3 separate regions of the Mus musculus genome follow, and regions 1 and 3 are each linked to region 2. The links are chromatin contacts, called in public HiChIP or PLAC-seq and Micro-C maps. All regions are on one chromosome and are shown on one strand. Each heading gives the region's core, a stretch centred on a gene start, on an enhancer-like site or on the middle of the called end of the contact. The rest is flanking DNA. Distances are from core to core; before and after follow the strand shown.

Region 1 (2,700 bases), core at 53-2,552, 110 kb after region 2:
GGATTAACCCTCCACCAGAGTTTCTCTTTTTCTCTTTTATAGTTACCAGGACATTATTAATACACAAACCAAACCAATCAACCAAACCATGGATTATACCATTCTTCTAAGATTACTTTTTGGGCCAGGGGTGGTGGCACCATTTATAATCCTAGCACTCAAGAAGCAGAAACAGGCAGATATCTATGAATTCAAGGGTAGCCTGGTCTACAGAGTGAGTTCCAGTACAGCCTGGGTTACACAGAGAAACCCTGTCTGGAAAAACACAACAAAACCAAGCAAGCAAATAAACCAAAATGCCAAAAAATAAAACTAAACAAACAAACAATCACTTATGAACTCACCACACACAACACTTGCTGAGTTTTCCAGTGAAACTATGCAGTAGATGGAGACCTGTGTGTTGGATCTTCCCAGAGATGTAGATCTCTAGTACCCTCCAGTAGGGGCTTTCTTCTCTTCCTTTCTATGGCTACTCTTCACTAAAAACTTACTTTGTGTGGGTGTTTCTGCATCCCTTTCCATGGTCTGCTGGGCTCACAGAGGACAGCCATGGTAGGCTCCTGTCTGCAAGCATAACAGAGTATCAGTAATAATGTCAAGGGATTGGTTCTTACCTTGGGATGGGTCTCAAGTTGGGCAGTCATTGGTTGGCCATTCCCTGAGTCTCTGCTCTTTTTCCCTTCATTTCTTAGAGGTAGGGCACATTTTGGGTTGAAGGTTTTGTGGATAGATTGCTGTCCTTATCCTTCCACTGGGAGTCCTGACTTGCTACATGAGGTGGCCACTTCAGGATCCATAACCCCCACTGCTTGGAGTGTTAAAGAAGACTTCTGAGGCCAACCTGAGTGCAGTAAGGAAGAGTTATGGCCATGGATGTCTGTCAGGGTGCTCAGGAAAGACTCAATATCCAGTTCTTCCTATGGGTCACACATTTTCAAACTTGCTCATGGAAGGATCATTCAGAAATACTGAGTAGTAATACTCCACATATCAGACATGTTGACAAAATTATTCACTTGAGGACAACTAGCACCTAATTACTAGGGTGTCTTCTAAGAGTAATTTGAAATTTTAAAGTTTTGCTAAGAAGTCAGAGCTAGAGGAATAAGGAACGGACAGCTGACCTCTCTCTTTGCTTTCTTACCAGAAGACAGTGTACGCCACTAGTAGCTTTTATAAAATGACATTTCTTTTCCACATACCGAGCAACATTTTCAATAGACCAAGCAGAGGGTTGCTGAGGAAGCAAAGGTAAGAATGCAAAGAGAAAAAGACAGAGAATGGTGCCTTCCTTTGCAGCGGCTTCTCACTTCCTGCCCTTGAGTTTAGTGGGGCTCCCCCAATCTTTATACTGCCAGTTCAAGTGGGATTCTATTCTTTGCAGCAACATTCCGGAAACTCATGGGAAACTTTCTCAAGCTCCCTTTTGCTGGGGTGCAGGGAAAGCCTCCCTTCTTCCACTCAAATGCTCCCCGGGGGGCAGGGATTCAGATGCGTATTCAGAGATGCCTGTTTATCAGTGGTATGTTGGGAATGTTGTTCCTCACTTACAGAGCCCCAGCAATCCTGCCGAATATCCTTGGACCCATCACTGACCTCTAACTCCTGTTGTAGGGCTTCTGATAAGTGGAAATTTTATAGTTGGATGAAGGAAAGTGAATGGAATGTAAATTTGCTGCTTGCACAGCTATACTGCAAGTTAGCTCACGAGTTAAAAACGATATTGTAATTCAGATGTGTAAATTATGAGGGCTATATTTTGAAATGTTAGTCCGTGGGCCTTGTAGTAAAGTGCCATAAAATAATCTTGTTTGTGTGCCTATGATAAAATAAATAAATAAAAGCTATGAAGGCAAAGAAGTACATGTAGAAATCTAGACTGAAGTTGGTTGGAGGAAAATCAAACTACATAAAAGAGAGATAATCTTTATTTAGTACTAATAAACTTTTTTTCTCCTCATTTTCAAATGAGGGTGGGAGAGGGGTAAAATCTAAGCAAACTTTCTCAAAAACAAAACATGCATAGACCTTCCTCCTTTTGAAAAAAGAATCAGGGCTGACTCTATACAGACACCTGCTACCTGGCACTCGGCCAAGTTGCTAACCAGCCCTGGGTTTCAGCCCAATTAGCTAAGCACGTGCTATCAAGAATGGGTTAATTATTCCTAGTGATTTCCCAAAGTATATGCTGCAATTATACAAGTCAAGGTGGACATTACTCTCTCTTATAAGGACCTTTCCTTTTCAAAATCCTGAAAATTCCTGAGACATCCTTTTAAATGTATCATGTCAGAGCTGGCATGCACCATCAAGCTAGAGTCTCATTATTGAAACCTCTCATCAAACAGGGAAAACTGGGGTTCCCCGTCAAAGCTTCCAACAGACTGTGAGGAGAGAGACGATACACATAAAAATGAAAGACAATGAGATAAAAATCTACTGCTGCAGGTGCAGAAAAAAATATTTGTCACAGAATTCGTTTGGAAAGGAAAAGAATTATAGGGGACAGAAATTGATAGTTTCAAATCTTTGCCTATCACTACTTTCAGCAGCATCCTCTGTCTCAGTCCTCCGTTTGTAAACTGGAAAGCAGGAGGCTTTTAAAATCAGACTGAGGATGTCTTCCTTGCATCCTGGAGTCTATCTTTTCCCGGGATATGCAGTGGATTTGGTGGGCAGACTTGGCTGTTCTTCTAG
Region 2 (2,700 bases), core at 48-2,547:
CAGCGGAGAATGTCCGGGTTCCCTCTCCGGGCAGCGGAGGTTTCTCTAGATGGTAGTCCTTGGCAGATAACCCAACAAAGTGCCTGAAGGTCCCACTCTGCTTCTCCAGCCTTCGGTCAGAAAGGCTGTAAAACAAGAAAGGAGAAGCAGAGTCTGTTAGCACAGCCCGCTTGGGGGGGGGGGGGAGCGCGGCTGCGTGCCGAGAGCCGCTCGCAGCGGTCGTAGCAGGTGCGCGGTCGGAGGAGGGGCGGTGCACCCGGAGCAAGGCCTAGGCTCAGCTCCGGCCACCCCCCCCCAAACTTTTCTTTTACTGCGAGAGGCTCCGTGTTGCCATGAAAACGGATTTTCCAAGGGGCCCGACCCTCCCCCTCAGGAGCATCGGACTGGAAAACCCGAAATGGCCAGACAGCAGAGACAAAAAGGGGCCTCTAAGCAGGGGCCCAGAGCGAAAAAGTGAAGGCTCGTTCGCCCTTTGCATCCTAAACCCGCTCCCCAGGAGCTACGTTCGAGCGCCTCCCCCGGGCACAGGCCGAGGCCACTCCCCACTCGCACTGGCAAACCCCCCATGGAGCCTCACAGCCAGGTGCGCTAGCAGTCCCGCTCCCCGGCCCCCGCCCCTCTCTCGGTCCTGCACGCAGTGGCCCTCGGGGTGGAGGGTTCAGGCAACCGGCTACCATCAATTCCAAGGAAGGCTTCTCAGTGGCTCAGCGTAGCGCACCTCCGTTATACACTCAACGTCCCAAGCATGCCTGGACTGCTAGAGGTCCCCAGTGTCCTTAGCGCTGGCAACAGCAGGGTTTGGAGGTCCTCCGTGCAGACGGCGGGCGGGGAGCTTTCCAGGTGGGCCATGGGATGGGGCGCTGGTCAGCCTAGTCGAGTCTGCAAAGTTGTTTCCGAACCCCGCGGGCGCTCCTCTGCCCCTCCTCCCCCCAGTCTCGCTTGCTCGCGCGCCCTCTTCCCCCCTCCTCCCTCACCTCCTCGGGTTTCTCGCTCTTTCAAACTTTTTGAGACCCTAATTGGTGGTCTCAGAGCGGGTCTCGTGGACTCCCGCCTCCTGAAAAAGCTCTCATCACGTCACTCGACCCAAGAGGGGTCTGGAGGGTGAACGAAAGGGCTCCCCGAACTTTTTTTTCCAAGCTGGGCCACAGGGGGCTCGGTGTTGATTGGCCAGGACTCATCACGGCGAGCCTGTCAATCACGAGGCCCACGGGTGGTGAGGGGGCGGACCGAGCCCCAACCCTCCCGGATCTGAGCAGGTATATAAGGGACCGGGCAGGCTTCCCGGGCAAGCTGCGAATGCGACCAGCTCGAGAGAACGCATCAGGTGAGAGAAGCCCGCGAGTTCCCGCCGACTTTGCGCGGAGCCCTTCGGCTAGCCTGCCCTTCCCGCCTGAGCTGCCGGCCCGCCGGCCCCTGAGCACCACTCCGACGGAGTCCCCCGGCCTTTTCACGGTGGCCGCTCCAGCCCCCGGAGCGCCGTCTCCTCCCGCCACGCTGGCGCACCTCCTTCCCGCCCCGGCGATGTACAGCCTGCTGGAGACTGAACTCAAGAACCCCGTGGGGCCGCCCACCCCAGCCGCGGGCACCGGCGTCCCCGCAGCTCCCGGCGCTGCAGGCAAGAGTGGCGCGAACCCAGCCGGCGGAGCGAACGCAGGCAACGGGGGCAGCGGGGGCGCGAACGGCGGCGGTGGTGGTGGTGGCGGCGGGGGCAGCGACCAGGACCGCGTCAAGCGACCCATGAACGCGTTCATGGTGTGGTCCCGCGGGCAGCGGCGCAAGATGGCCCTGGAGAACCCCAAGATGCACAACTCCGAGATCAGCAAGCGCTTGGGCGCCGACTGGAAACTGCTGACCGATGCGGAGAAGCGGCCGTTCATCGACGAGGCCAAGCGACTGCGTGCGGTGCACATGAAGGAGTACCCGGACTACAAGTACCGGCCCCGCCGCAAGACCAAGACGCTGCTCAAGAAGGACAAGTACTCGCTGCCCGGCGGCCTCCTGCCCCCGGGCGCCGCCGCAGCCGCCGCCGCTGCCGCCGCAGCCGCCGCCGCCAGCAGCCCGGTGGGCGTGGGCCAGCGCCTGGACACGTACACGCACGTGAACGGCTGGGCCAACGGCGCCTACTCGCTCGTGCAGGAGCAGCTGGGCTACGCGCAGCCCCCGAGCATGAGCAGCCCGCCGCCGCCACCCGCGCTGCCTCAGATGCACCGCTACGACATGGCCGGCCTGCAGTACAGCCCCATGATGCCACCCGGCGCCCAGAGCTACATGAACGCCGCCGCCGCCGCTGCCGCCGCCTCGGGCTACGGGGGCATGGCGCCCTCCGCCGCGGCCGCCGCCGCCGCCGCCTACGGGCAGCAGCCCGCCACCGCTGCCGCCGCGGCCGCCGCCGCCGCCGCCATGAGCCTGGGCCCCATGGGCTCCGTGGTGAAGTCGGAGCCCAGCTCTCCGCCGCCCGCCATCGCTTCGCACTCGCAGCGCGCGTGCCTCGGCGACCTGCGCGACATGATCAGCATGTACCTGCCACCTGGCGGGGACGCGGCCGACGCCGCTTCTCCGCTCCCAGGCGGCCGGCTGCACGGCGTGCACCAGCACTACCAGGGCGCCGGGACTGCGGTCAATGGAACGGTGCCGCTGACCCACATCTGAGCTCCGGCCCGCGCTCCCAGCTCTTCGCCCCCACCCCGCCCCACACCCCCC
Region 3 (2,700 bases), core at 103-2,602, 68 kb after region 2:
GAGCATGAATGCCTATAGGCCTTTGGTGGTTGGACACTGAATTTCAGGCAAAGAAATTTTGAGATACAAAGGCAACAAACTATATGCAGCTTGACTCTGAGTAGTCTGTATCTATATGGTTGAATTCAGGCAGCCAGGATCTCATTTTGGCTGTCTGGGACCTTTTTTTTTTTCCCCAATCAAGGGGCTGTGGTCCTTGCTTAATATGGGACCTGTGACTGCAGCTTCTTTCACAACTTAGTGCTCTTTCATGGTTTGGAAATATGTCCTGCTACGCTTTCTTCAACAGTGATCTGTACCTGGGGTTCTGAGCCTGAGGATGGATGGCATTGTGTTTGGATCTGCCTTAAGGAAAATCATCCAGATCACTGAGTTTTCTGATTAGTGTTATATTGCTGCAAGCCTGTTTTGGTGAATCTAACAGTACATGTATATGCTGGAGGAAGCTCCTACCATATACCAACAACAAATAGCTGTAGGGCCCAGCATCAAACTTTAGGTCACATTTCTATTGGCTTCACCTTGAAAAAAAAACAGTGTAATTTAAAGTAGAGATGGCAAAACACTGGATCACTGCTTGACCAGCCTTTTCTGTCACTGTGAGGGGAGAATTATTCTGTTAGTTTACTGTTCTGTCAACATTAACACAAGCTGTCCTGTCAATTACAGAGTCAGGCACTTGCTCATATACTACTGAAGGCTGTTTCTGTCACTGTAAGACACTGGAAAGAGACTTTATTCCCAGAATGGTTGATACAGAATCCCAGGTCTTGGCCTGATATCAGAATGTGCATGTGTACCAGGGAACAGGTGGTAGGTAGGGTGCAGACAATGGAGAGATGAGCCGAGGTGAGTAGAATGATGTGACTGAAAGGGAAAGGGCAAGCAGAGATCACATGAAATCAATGTAAGGAGACACATCTGGAGCTACTTTAGGAGAAGAGTCCACATGGGTGAGCATGTGAAAGTACGATGCCAACAGGTGAATGTCCCTTGTAAGCTACGATACATTGAAATGAAGATTCCTTGCAAGTGGTGGGAAGGCTGTGCCTGTTAGATCCTACACATGACATGGATTCAGGACAAATAGCACACACTCTATAACGTGGGCAGGGATACCTTAGTCTGGCCGATAGCCCTCACCTCCATCAGGGGAGGAGGAATATGGGTGAGGGTTGGTGCCACTCATGTGCACCTGTGTGTTCATTCCCAACAGCTGGGCCACCTCTTTAAGGGCAGCCTTGTGTTCTTCTGGTCAGAGGCCAAATCTTGCCCCCACTCCCTCCCAAACACCCAGCTGCTGCCCTGGGAAGGGACTCAGGCCATTAGTGAGGACAGAGGGAGACAAAGGGGACCCTTTTGTGTCTCTAGATCCTGCAGCCCCCTAGCCGTTCCTATGGGCACACAGATGTCTGCAGGCTCTGCGAATGTTGTCTGATAGCCAAGGAGGGCAGTGGGCCAGGTCAGGGAACTGGGACTCCAGCCAGCACTGTCTGCCCTGGATTATTGCCCAGTCTGGGCCTTTCCTGCCAAAATCCATGCCAAGGGAATGTCCAGTGGCAGATCCCAGCATCCCAAGCAATTTGGGGCACGATGTCTTCATGAGAAATTAAAAACAAAACAAAACAAACCTTCTCAGCGTGTTGTGAAAGGGCCCCCATTGCTCACACTAAGGCCAGGTGTTGGAAGCTGCAGCTTGACATGTGTCTGCTTAGGGAATCCCCAGACCATCTGGGGGTGAGGAAAATACTCGGAACATTAGGGAGATGTGATGATCCTGGTGGTCCTGCTGCTCTGATAGATTTCCCCATCAGGACTGAAGGAAAGTTGTACTTCAAGCAGAACTTGCGAGCCTTTTCTCCATTTCCCTTTAGTATGTTAGTCCCCTCATTTGAACTTCCTTTTCCATATTCTCCTGACTTATAACTAATGTTCTACAGCTCTGTAGACTCTCCTCTCTTTCTTCCCACCAACACCAGTTCCTCACACTTAGGCCTTTCCTGCTGGCATTTTACTTGTTTCATAATGCTGTCCCACAAACCAACCAAACAACCCAACAACCAACCATCTAGCCAACGCCATCTTGCTAGGATCTAAGGTAGTTCTCTAGTATGGCACAGGTAGACCTTTGGGGAAAGCATGTAATAGTTACAAAGCCCCAGTTTCCTGGGCTTCCTCTGCCTGTCAAAACTGCCCCGAGAAAAGTGCAAAGGCAGCAGCTCTAGCTCCATCCATTTGACTGGTTCATGTTGAAGACATGGGCTCTGCTATGTAATCTGCTGGGATATGGCTAGCAGAGACGGGCTCATAACTGTCCAGGGAGACGAGAATATGGAACTGCTCCTGTTTTCAGGGTAGTGGAAGTGCTAAGAGCATAGGTTCAATGCTAGGAAATGGGCATCAGAATGCACCAATAATGAGTAGTATGGCCCTAGCTTCTGAGCTGGAACCCAAGGACAAGTGACGGGAGACACATACCCAGTTCCCAATGCTGGGATTCCTAGGCTTCTATCACAGGAACTTCAGGGCCCAAGGTTTTGTGGTGAAGGCTGTATTATTGACTTTTCTTAGAGTACAACAGGCTTGTGTTCCAACCACAGAAATGCATTTAGACTTGTGCAAAATTAGACAAATGATTGAACCACTTTGCGTCTCAGTTTTCTCATCTGACAAATGAAGAAATTTTTATATTATGTCAAT

Evidence for each region. Hi-C and Micro-C count contacts between places; a contact is called where the count stands out from the background. HiChIP or PLAC-seq counts read pairs in DNA pulled down with a chosen protein or histone mark.
Region 1: a contact with region 2 is called in an H3K4me3 HiChIP or PLAC-seq map of neural progenitor cells, with 5 times the contacts expected there. The contact joins the enhancer-like site here to the promoter of Sox3 in region 2. A contact is called at or near these places in 4 of 39 promoter capture datasets (embryonic stem cells and stem cell-derived epiblast-like cells), 4 of 484 Hi-C or Micro-C datasets (embryonic stem cells and stem cell-derived neural progenitor cells), 6 of 115 datasets of contacts at active chromatin or transcription factors (embryonic forebrain, embryonic stem cells, kidney and 1 more) and 2 of 9 other capture datasets (adipose tissue and embryonic stem cells).
Region 3: a contact with region 2 is called in a Micro-C map of stem cell-derived neurons, with 6 times the contacts expected there. The contact joins the enhancer-like site here to the promoter of Sox3 in region 2. A contact is called at or near these places in 2 of 39 promoter capture datasets (cranial neural crest and embryonic stem cells), 4 of 484 Hi-C or Micro-C datasets (Sertoli cells, embryonic stem cells, stem cell-derived neurons and 1 more), 2 of 115 datasets of contacts at active chromatin or transcription factors (embryonic stem cells and neural progenitor cells) and 2 of 9 other capture datasets (adipose tissue and embryonic stem cells).

The regions. Positions count from the first base shown.
Region 1 is chrX:60,779,748-60,782,447 of GRCm38.p6, reverse strand. No RefSeq gene overlaps it. Among named protein-coding and RNA genes, the nearest start is that of Gm14661, 18 kb to the left of the region's middle. Within about 2 kb of position 1,302, at least 7 of the 459 cell types and tissues checked have an H3K27ac peak or open chromatin away from gene starts, as enhancers often do. A contact at or near this core is called in neural progenitor cells and stem cell-derived neural progenitor cells, where this site is marked.
Region 2 is chrX:60,892,027-60,894,726 of GRCm38.p6, reverse strand. Sox3 (SRY (sex determining region Y)-box 3) reads left to right here and starts at 1,297. Exons shown (of 1, transcript NM_009237.2): 1 at 1,297-2,700. The coding sequence starts at 1,297. The coding sequence ends at 2,649. It overlaps Gm38438 (predicted gene, 38438), which reads right to left and starts at 1,074. Exons shown (of 3, transcript NR_155290.1): 1 at 975-1,074; 2 at 1-125.
Region 3 is chrX:60,824,368-60,827,067 of GRCm38.p6, reverse strand. No RefSeq gene overlaps it. Among named protein-coding and RNA genes, the nearest start is that of Gm14661, 26 kb to the right of the region's middle. Within about 2 kb of position 1,352, at least 15 of the 459 cell types and tissues checked have an H3K27ac peak or open chromatin away from gene starts, as enhancers often do. A contact at or near this core is called in stem cell-derived neurons, where this site is marked.